2 separate regions of the Solanum lycopersicum genome follow, and region 1 is linked to region 2. The links are chromatin contacts, called in public HiChIP or PLAC-seq maps. All regions are on one chromosome and are shown on one strand. Each heading gives the region's core, a stretch centred on a gene start, on an enhancer-like site or on the middle of the called end of the contact. The rest is flanking DNA. Distances are from core to core; before and after follow the strand shown.

Region 1 (5,680 bases), core at 2,887-5,386, 330 kb after region 2:
AAGTGATTCTTTTTGAGTTCTCTTATAATTTATTTGAATGTATCACAAAAGTTCAACCATCATTTAGTGAATACCTTCATCCATGTTGAGCAGACACCCTTGTGAATTCGTCCAGTTGGCATTTTGTCGTAAACCAGTGCACAAGTGACATGAATTCTAGATGCCGCCATCCTGCAAGCAAAAGTAGATCACAAGGTTATGTTCTCTGATTTGTCAAATAAAATGGATAGAAAGAAGTAAAAAGGCAATCTTTCATTTCCGCAAGGTTGTGCAAAACAAATTATTGCAGTAAAATTGTCAGAAGCTTATGTTGTAGTCGAGTAGCAGTATGTATGACATCGTCAAAAAAATACCTCATTAATAGTCGAGTAGCAGTATGTATGACATCGTCAAAAAAAAATACCTCATACTAATGTTCAACAAATAAATGAAAACCCATTTCCAAGAAATATGAACATAATTAACCAAAAAAATCTTTAATACAGATATCCTCCATCCTAATTTTGCATCGCCGATTATGGAATGCAAATTTTAGAAGATTAGCTTATCGTGGTTTAACTCATTATGTCTTCATCGTACACTGTTGAATTCCTTGATCGTAACAAACTCTCTAACACTGCCTTTACATTTAATATTTGAAAGAGAACTGCAGCTAGCTACTCACCTAGGAGATGATGAGATGGAGTAGAATCTTGGTTGTAGGCGAGGAGCAACAGAAGCAAAGAAAACACCGATTGAAGGCTTGGCTGAAGGAAATTCAGCCATGACTTCAAGAAGGCTTCTCTGACTTGCAACTATCCACTGAGCATATTCTTCCTGAAGAAATAGATTTCACAAAGACATGAGAATGATGAAGTAAGCTTCAATAAGTGAAAGTACAACGCAAAAAGACCACACCTTTCCAGCAGGTGATGCTAGATATCTTAATCGATCAGCTTCATTTGGATCAGAAGAACATGCCGCTAAAGCAAGTAAAGAAGACTGCAAGACATACAATTAAGAATGAGTACTTAATAGCTGTCAAAAAAACAGGAGAAACCTCGAGATCAGTAAACAAGTTACCTTTTTAGGAGAACTCAAAACATCAGCATACCGAGTCAATGCTGTTCTCAAAGTGCAAGGAGGGAATGGAGATGGCAATGAACTTCCACCAAGTGGTGTGCCATCCTCTTTATCGGTGTGAATGGAAAAGAAAGTATCCGGTGATATATTCAGTAGCCTTTCAGCTTCCTCCACGGTTTCAACAAAATTTTCACAGTACACACCAACATGATCACCAGTTTCGTACCTGAGAACACAAGAACCATTTTAGAAAATACGACTATAATCAATTTCAGTGATATCACTTGGCTTCAATAACTTCAATCTCCCCTTTAAAGAAATTTGTAGAATTAGAATTATGCTTTGAATACCCGAGTACAGCATTTTAAAACCACTCGCTATATAAGTTGAATGACTTAAAAGAGGACTTACGTAAGTCCAGTGCAAGAAATGTCAAACTCCAGATGAGTGCAAGAACGATCAGAAGCTGGAGTATGAAGCTCCTTCCTCACAGCAACATTAGCTCTGTAGACATAGAGGCGCACAGAAGCAAGATTAGAAGTGAATAGAGCAGGCCCATGAATGGAAGTCCAATGACATTGGAAGAGCAGTTTGTTACCTGACAGGATGTTGAGCATCAACGATGACATGTCCATTTGCATGACCATTTGTGTTGGTCAAGTCGTTATCAAAGTTGGACTTGTCATAGGTAACAACCCTATATTCCAAAACAGCAGCAGTATATGGAGTTGTAGCAGTTGCATCATCCCCGTCAAGAAGCAACTTATCTAATTCAGGCCACACTAACTCACGCCTACAGCATTCACGTAATTATGAGCACACAGATAACGAGGAAACAAAAGGAAACTCCTGATGTATTAGGAGAGGTTTTAGTAAGCATACCATGCAGCAAAATCATCTTCAATGCATTGATCATCATCTCCAAGACCCACTGGAACAAGCCTCTGCCCACCTGCAGTTTATACAATTTAGCAAGTAAGAACAGAGAATCAATTTAATTATGAAAAAAGGATAACATCCTAGATGCCATCTCTAGAACCCAATGAGACAGTTTTCCTGCGCACCCATGATTTTTTATTTTTTAACATAAAAGATGTTTTTGCACTAACCAATTATTTTTCAAAAACCTACCCTTTACAGTCGAAATGCTCAACACTTAAGATTAAGAGAATTCATTGCTTTAGTGCAGGTCATTTAAATACAAGATAACCTAAACAGCTCAATTTTACTACTCTAATTATACAGGATGGCATCATTTGAACGATATACAACTCGAGAAGAACACTTATCTAATATTTCATATTCATGTAAAAAATGGATAGAAGTTTGCAATTGAAAGAGATCGCTACCTTGCTCAGCCAGAAGCTCATCGACAACTTTAGCAATCTGACACCAATAATAAAGAGAACGAACAAGTACATGTTAGCAAACAGCTGTCATATTAGAATACATATGAACAGGAACAAGTGCAAAAACAATAAAATTAATCTCGTTCGTACCTTGTTAAAATGCTCGTATTGTCTGTTGCCAAGCCCAAATACTCCATACTGAAGATTCTTAAAGCAGTCACCCCTCTCTTTCCCCTACAGAAAATAGCAGAAATAATGATTAAGCTGAGATGCAACAAGCTTAAACTGATAAGATGTTGGATCATTATATTCACCTCTTCAAACCATTTATAGAATCTGGCAGCATTATCAGTTGGTTCACCATCTCCATATCTATGATCAATCCACATAAATCAAGTTAGTAACTACATAATATACCATATCTACGATCAATCAACATAAATCAAGTTACTAACTACATAATATAATCATTATCTAGCAAATGCAAAATTGATCATTTTGCAAGTGAGTATACAAGGTTATAAATCCAACTTACGTTGCCAAGAAAAAGAATGCCAATTTCTCTTTCTTCAATTTTTCTTCATACTCTTCATCATCAGCCGCATAATCATCCTAGAATTCATTAATTTAAAACAATCAGAAACAATCAAACCATGATTCCCATAATCAACAACTTCACTTTGTATATCATACTTGTGAAGATAACGAAAGCTCACCATATCAATGACTTTAAAGATAGCTTTCTCATATCGGGCCTTGGCTTCCTCAGCAAGTGCCTGTACAAAAATACATTCACAATCACTTATTGTTCTCCCCTAGTTGCAAATCATTTGCTGAGATCACAAAATTACAAGTTATTAAATTTGACTTTTTGGATCTTCAGTATTTCTTCAACTCCAAAATCAATAATCACCAAAATCCAAATCAAAAAAATTGTCTATATATTCTATGAATTGACAGTACCTTTGCGAAGCCTTCTGCTGTACCAGTCTGGGTTCCAAAAAAGATGGCAATCTTCTTCTTTCCATCATCAATCTCTTCAGGTTCTACAACCGACTTAGGAACCACCAACTTAGGTAACTCCACAACCTTTCTAGCAGATGTTGACGAGCGCCGCCACATCAAAACAACAGCACATCCGATTAAAACAGCTACTGATGTTGTCAATATCATCATCAAATCCTTATTCTCCATCAACAAAGCTGTCAGTGAAGCCGGAGAAGTTGAGTCACCAGAATCTAATGACGAATTCAGTTTATCAAATATCTTTCCTCCTTTAAAAATCGCCGCCATAAAATCAAAAGGAGAAAGCTTTTCTGATGTAGAATCCATTTCTGTGAATAATCGAAAAATGTAGTTTGCTCAACTGGGTAATCGCTAATTACCCAGCTAAAGATGATTTAGCCAAAGACGATTAAAAAGAGAGTTGTGTTTGTTGTTTGGCTTAGAATTTGGTTAGGTTTGGAGAGACTTTGTGAGAGAAGGGAGAGCAATATATGGAGGAGATGAGGAAGAAGAGAGGAGACAGCCCAACGCCTACCAACCCAGACTAGTCAACCCACCTACTACAAACTAACTATGGTTAACTATTAAATTGTGTTGGTAAAATAACAAACAATTTGGTGAAATTCAGATACAATCCAAAATATTTGAATACACGGCGTTTTGCGATTTTAGATATACCACTTAATATTTTGATATATTGGGTATAACATTGTATTCGATTAATATATTAATATATTGTGTATTTTCTAATATATCATGTATGGCACTATATCCGATTAAGTTGCATCCTGACACATCACATATAGTGATATACATAACGAATAACACATAATAGTAGGAGATATTTTTATAATTTTTTCAAATAATAAAAAATTATTTAAAAATATGACAAAATAAATTTTTTGTTCCAAAATATATTTCTATGTTGGGTTTGAAGAGGAGATTTGTTCAAATGCCATTTTCTGTCTATTTTTGTCAAGAGTTTATATTTGGCGGCATACTTCACATTGAATATTAAGGCCACCCTTCACCAGCCCGCTCCTTTAGGTAGATCTAGTTAAAGGCACGAATCTCATGTTTTATTAAGTTTTGACTCTTTTTTTTTCTATTTCTTTGATACGTGTACACACTACACACACAAAAAGGTTTCATTAGTATGTACTACTACTACTTGAGGGGTCTTCTATTTGAATAGGTCAAAACATTATTTGTTGTTTTGGCCAAGTTCTTATTTAAATAGAAAAATTCATTATTGTAGAGTACACTAAGAATCACCATTCCCTTTACAATCACCACCTATGTCATCACGAGTCACAACTACCAACTCCGTTAGTTACTCATGTCAAGTGCTACCATATTAAGCATCTCAATCATTATGATTATATTCATTGCCATCATTATTGGAGTCTCTTTTGTTGATGCTATCCCCAACACCACTATCACAATTTGATTTACCACTAACTATCATCAACACATCGTCAATCGTCATACATTTTTCAATCATCGTTACCATCACCTTTATCAATAATACTATTAAATACTAACACTAGTGCAGTCGATCCGTACTACCAACTATAACAACTACTATTACTAATCGTCAGTCATAAAATATTCTTCAGTCACTATCATTAATGCTTACTAGCATCAACAAAATTCACAATTACAATCACAATCACCACATCATGAAAATCAATATAACACAAACCACTTCCACCATCACAACCATTATCATCATCATTACTAGCTACTAACATCAATCGTTACCATAAAAGCCACCACTAAAATTATTTTCATCATGGATGTACAAGTCAAATCGTAAAGTCAAATCAAATCAACGAACCAAATCAAATAAAAAAAAAAGCAAGCTTGTAGGTTGGTTTCATTGTTTTGGCATTAAAAAAAATTGACCACTCTTGATTTGGTTTGGTATTATAAAAAAATTATAATTATAATCTACTTTGATAATTAAATCAGTTTATAATTTTCAATATTTAAATATATTATTTCAAATTTTTGGCTTGTAAAAATTTTGTTCTGTATTCAGATCAAAAGTTACAGTTATCTTACTATAATTTTTTGAATCAGAAGTTAACAATATACTTTGTAAATATTTTATTTTGTATTTAGTTTGACTTTATTCTTTAATCTTATAAATTGAAAATATTGAACATATATATTTCAATGATAATATTTTATACTCGTGTAAATTTTAAATCTTTTAAAATATTTCTACTCATTTAACTTTTTATATTCATGTAAATTTT
Region 2 (5,829 bases), core at 3,243-5,742:
CTGTAAACTACACTGAAATGAATAACGATACACTAATCAGAGGACCAGAGCTCAGTTTTTAAGCTGGTCCTTCAAAATGGAAGTCTGAGTGGTCAATTTTCAATCCACAAGTGTGAGAAGTGAGTACGAGTTCAGTAGAAAATCTTACTGTATCTTAGTGTTTGGCCCGACCCCTATTGGAACCTTTCCTTCTGCTAATAGTGAAGCAATCTCGGATTCAGTTTGATAATAATCTGCACCCATCATCATGGTATCCTGATAAATGTAAAGACACATTCAGCCTATAAACAAGTAAGCACTAAATAGCTGTTTATGAACAAAGCACCTGAGTGCTGAGGTTATACTTGTTCATTACTGTAATATGCTAAAGTCCATACCTAGGGTACATGTTACCAGCTTATTGCAGAAATAAATCAAAACGTGTAAATCATCCTTCCTACAACTAGTTTGATTGCACATTCACAGGTAGATGGTAACTGTTATGTGCCTTACAAGTCTGTCATCTAGGTTTCTAAGTTGTCAGAATGCATCAGATGAATGCAGGATGTCGTTTTTAATTTAGTCCAAGCACTAGCTCATAGAACTGTCAACCTAAAAACAGATAAGAAAAGCTTTAAATGAGTATGAAACAATACCTTAAACTCAACACCATAGTCTAAGCGTGATCGTACACCAACTATGGAGTGCTGAATGTTACATTCCCTCAGAAAGCAGCCATGTGAAATTATTGCATCCACTATCTGACAATGAACAGCATTAACATGACAAGTTCATAGCGCCCAGCAATCCTGGAAATTTTTATTACAAGTATTTATGTTAACTTGCATACCCTGCTTTTGTCAACTTTTGTAGGAGGTAAGAACCTAGCAGAAGTGTAGAACGGGGTCTTCGGGTCATTGAAGTCAAACTTTGGAGGCTACATTAAACAGGGATAAAAGAGGAAAAATGCAATTTAGTAACAAGTTATTAATCAATAACTGAAGATGGAGATTATGGTAAATTAAAAAGAAATAGAACTACCAAATTCGCTGACGATTACTTAAAATACTGCTACATATTTCAGAGTCCTTGCATCAACCGTCTAGCTCTTACTTCGAGTAATGGTAGAAGTAGTTAGATGGTAGTAAACATTAAGGTGCTCACCTGCTTTGTGAGGGCCAAGTTGGCATCAAAGAAAGACTTCACTGTTCCAATATCCTCCCAGTAATCATTAAACAAATATGCCTAATAAAATCAATCAGTCAGAATCAAAGAATACAATGAACAGCAAAATTTGTGAACTTCAAAAGGCTAGAAGTTGCAATTGAGAAAGTTACCACCAGCTATTACCTGGACATTGTGATCTTTCACAGCAGAAGGGATAATTTCAGAGCCAAAATCATTGCATGAAGGGTACGCTGACTTGAGAAGTTTTAGTAAAACATCAGTTTTGAATACATAAACACCCATGGATGCAATGTAAGGAAAATTGGACGCCTCTTGCTCAGATAGTCCGAGGATAGATGTGTCAACTTGCTGTAATAGAATATTAAACATACAAAGCAAGTTATGTAGGAGAAGAGACAATAAGAAAGTAAGAGGGGCTGTAAGGGGATAATTTTTTAATAGCTAATCCAGTTTAAAAAGAATTTACAAAGTTCCAGGTGTGGAAGCCCAAATATATGTACCATTGCCTTCAAAGCAGGGCCTTTTGGTTTTTCAGCAAATTGGATGATACGTCCTGTTTCATCTATTTTCATCAATCCAAAATCTGAAGCTCGACTGCCAAAAGAGAGGATGGAAGAGGGTAAGAGACAGAGAGAGAGAAGGGTCTTGATTAACTCCTTGATAGAGCTTAAAAATGTTTGTTAGCCCTAATAGTGCATTCTAAATAGACAACATGACTGAAATCTGGAAGCAGATAACACAAATAGACTTAAGGGAAACTGCAAAGTCTACCTCTGTATGCTTCCAGATCTTTCAGTGGATATTAATCAGTGCTGGTGCTTAGAAGTTAATGAGGATGCAAGATGGGAAAATGTATCTACATTATTACTATGTATCCATGATGATGGTGATTAAATACATACCAGGTCCAGTTAAATAGCTAAACTAAAAAGAATTTCAAGCTTTCTACTGTTCTAATATTCTGTCTTATTCTATTTCCTGATCTGAAAGCCAAAACCATATTGAGAATTCATACAAATCATGATGAAATAGGGCCTTGTACAATTTTATATGTAGATTGATATATCAGATACATAGTGCCACTTCAATTTGCAATATGCCTTCAGATTCTAAACAAATGTGGTCACCATTTGCCACTCTGAACAACACTAAGAAGAACCTTTCAAAGAGTTCAGGGAGATAGAAAGCAATGCAAATATTGTTTGGCTTCACATTAAATAAGCTATCAAGTTAAATGAAAGATCAATCTCATACCCATCGTCCATTGGAACACATGAAACTGTAATATCAGCATTTGCGTCAATATGCTTCTGCAAGAACAAATATTATTCATTAAGCAAAGTATATGAACACAGGGTTGGTGTAGGAAGCAATTGTTGTCATAAGTTGCTCATATACCTGAACAAAGTCCATGTAGTTCATTCGGTAAAGATGGTCACCAGACAAAATTATTATGTGCTCGACATTCTTGTTCTTCTGATTCTATGTCATTATTTAAAAAATAATAAGGTCAGCGCTTTTCCTAGGGAGCTTTATCAATGACCGGTCTTATTTGTGTACCTCAAATACCCATATGAATTGCCGCACAGCATCAGCAGTGCCTTGGAACCACATTTTTCCTGCATCCCCTGGAGTCTGGGTTGCAGCTAAAACCTGCATTTGAGAAAATCTTTTTTATCTGTCAAGGACACATTTCAGTTATCTTCCCCATTTTAGGTTTGTAGATCTACCTCCCCCAGGATCCAAAGGAGCAAGAGGAGATATGATTTCTTACAAAGATATGATTGAACTTCAATGTCAAAATATAAGTAGCTTAAAAGAGCTCAAACTAAAAACTTTAAGTAACCAAAATGATCTTACCTCCACAAATCCATCTCCAAAACCCACTCCATTTCCAAAATTATACGTGCGGGCAAGGTGACGATTGAGGGAAAAGGAATTGAACTGTGTTAAGATGAAAATTTTCCGTATGCCACTGTTAATGCAGTTACTCATTGGTACATCAATTAGCCGGTAACAACCACCAATAGGAACCTGAAGAACAAAGCCGATAGTCACAGAATTTGAATGAAAACTGATAGAGAATGCATTCTTAAGCTTAGTTGCATTGAGAACAGAGAAGGGAATCCACACTTAGCTTAACTAGTCATTTCTTTAGTTGTCAAAAATCCAATTGAAATGGATTTAAGAACCACTACAATTTTTTAAGACTGAAGTTGGTATGAATTGGACATGTTGTCAAACTCAAAAGACACATAATGGAGTAACAACCACGATTCAAGCAAAAAGAGAGATATATAATATATATATGTGTGTGTTGTAACTCTTACAGCTGGTTTAGCTCTTCTGCTTGTAAGAGGAAAAAGACGAGTTCCAACACCACCACCTAGAATGACAGAGGCAACAGCTTTTGGATCTGCCGTTGGTTGTTCCTCAAACATTGAATTTTCAAATGGCTGAAAAACAACATGAATAATACAAATTAATCTTGTTCTTGATCATTCACTTTACTTTATCACCTAATTCCTCTACTTACCAGCATCTCTTTGTTTATATCACGGGTGAGAACAGCAGAGGTAACATTTTTACCCCTTTGTTGAGTTGTAAAGCTCTTGCACCACCGGACCCCAAAACCCTTGTTTATCAATCTTCTTCCACTAATCTTCTGTCCCCAAAATGTGCTCTCTTGGTTGCAAATTGCCACTGATTGTGCAGTGCCCGCACACAACGCATCCATTGCTCTATCAATTATTCACGTCAACCACAACATAAGCAAGTACATTCATTCTAAAAAACAAAAACAAAAAGCAAAAGATTTCACTTTACACAGGAAGTGCAAAAAACATTTTATTTTACACGGTATCAGATTCCTGTACTAAAATATCAATTCATAGATTCCAATAGAATAATCACAAAACACAACTTGCAACCCCAAAATATCAATATATTGATTCCAAAGGAACAAACCAAATCAAATAACTTACATTACCCAAAACCCTTTTTATTAAACTAGATCAAAAAACAATCAAATCATACAACTTTTGCAGAATCTATACAAAATACAACTATCATTTTTCTATCTATCTATCTATCTATCTATATATATATATATAAACAGCTTTCTCAGTACCTGAATTAAGCTTTTTCAAACACCCAACTTTTCCTCAAAAAGTATTTGGTATAAACAAAATTATTACTAGGTTACAGTGCGTTCATAACACAACACAGTGGCGTTGTAAAGTCTGTGGACTCTCTTGAGATTTCTGTGTTGTTGTAAAGTCTGTGGACTCTCTTGAGATTTACAGAGTCCATCATATTAACGTGAATCAAATATTTAACACACTCCACGTGTTACTTAAAAGTAGGAGAAACAAAATAAAAATAACAGCAAATATTAAATATTTGTGCACTATTCTTTTTGTTGAATCACCACAAATAATGCCGTTCGATTAGGTGAGATAAACTTTTTATTTGGATATGGAATTTTAATTTTTAAGTTGTGAGTAATTATATCATATGAACATTTAATTATTATTTTTGAATTTTTCCTTAATTAATAATATAAAATGATAGATTATTTCTTTTATAAAATATAAGTTGGTGGGTCAATAGTTATATTAAAAAATATGAGATGATTATATTAATTCGCACCTCATCTAATACTATCTATTAGACACTCTATATTTAATGAATATGTATTTATATTTGAACTATATTTCGAGCACGCGCTTTGCGCGTGTAATCCATGACTGTATTATTTCTTAAAAGATAATATTATTAAATAATAAAATATTTCTAATTGAGATTTCTTACATTGTTTAACTACTAATTGTGACACTCTAATTTTCTAACCTCCAAGTGAATGCATCGAGATAATAATATGAAAAATTAATAAAATAAACTTCGTTTATAATTCAAAAAATAAGTTTGCAAAGCAAAAAGAAAAAATAACAATTATCTAAATTAAATTTCTCGATAGTTCCTTTTTATTGATAGAATAATGTTAGAAGAAATAGTGTAAGATTAACTTTGAGTGAAAGGAAAACAAAACCTTTCAACTTTTTTACTTTGCCTTTTGAATTTCGTGATAATTATAATGAATGTGTTTAAAATATTGTATTAAATTTTTATCCACAAACACTTTAAACTAATTAGTTAACTATAAATTTATAACTATTATGTAAAAAGTCTTATTATTTATATTTTGAAAATCTAAATATTTATGAATAATTACTATTTTTATATAAAATTTAATTTTCTCTTCATACATAACTTATCCACCATTAATCTAATATTATATGTTTCACCTTTTTTTTTCCATAAAAAGAAAAGAAAAGAGTAAACATCCTATTTTATCACATTCATTCTTAAAGATCAAAATTAATGTATATGTAAAATTATAAGTACGAAGCAAAAAAAAAAAAAGAGGTACAGATGAACAAGATAATTAGGCATTTCAGTTTATTTTGTCTCTATAGTGAAACTGAACATTTGAGTTACAAAATACAAATATGAATTTAGAGAAACTTGCTAATAAAACAAGAATTCAACTATATGAAGAGAGACAAAAAAGTCTTATTGTAATTCTTACTACAAATAAGTATAGAACTAACACATCAAGCTCCGATGCTTCAGTAATTGAATTCTTGTCTATTCTCGTGA

Evidence for each region. HiChIP or PLAC-seq counts read pairs in DNA pulled down with a chosen protein or histone mark.
Region 1: an RNA polymerase II HiChIP or PLAC-seq map of leaf shows a contact between it and region 2, with 6 times the contacts expected there. The contact joins the promoter of LOC101247036 here to the promoter of AGP-S2 in region 2. A contact is called at or near these places in 1 of 8 Hi-C or Micro-C datasets (leaf) and 1 of 1 datasets of contacts at active chromatin or transcription factors (leaf).

Annotation. Positions count from the first base shown.
Region 1 is chr7:13,819,974-13,825,653 of SLM_r2.1, forward strand. LOC101247036 (NADPH--cytochrome P450 reductase) reads right to left here and starts at 4,137. Exons shown (of 18, transcript XM_004242883.5): 1 at 3,375-4,137; 2 at 3,128-3,187; 3 at 2,947-3,023; 4 at 2,726-2,783; 5 at 2,562-2,645; 6 at 2,412-2,448; 7 at 1,945-2,014; 8 at 1,661-1,855; 9 at 1,474-1,566; 10 at 1,063-1,288; 11 at 898-981; 12 at 665-816; 13 at 75-171. The coding sequence starts at 3,743.
Region 2 is chr7:13,488,403-13,494,231 of SLM_r2.1, forward strand. AGP-S2 (ADP-glucose pyrophosphorylase large subunit) reads right to left here and starts at 4,493. Exons shown (of 15, transcript NM_001247018.2): 1 at 4,298-4,493; 2 at 3,704-3,908; 3 at 3,498-3,623; 4 at 3,028-3,201; 5 at 2,728-2,820; 6 at 2,566-2,649; 7 at 2,422-2,477; 8 at 1,668-1,761; 9 at 1,330-1,515; 10 at 1,144-1,224; 11 at 830-916; 12 at 636-740; 13 at 149-255. The coding sequence starts at 3,904.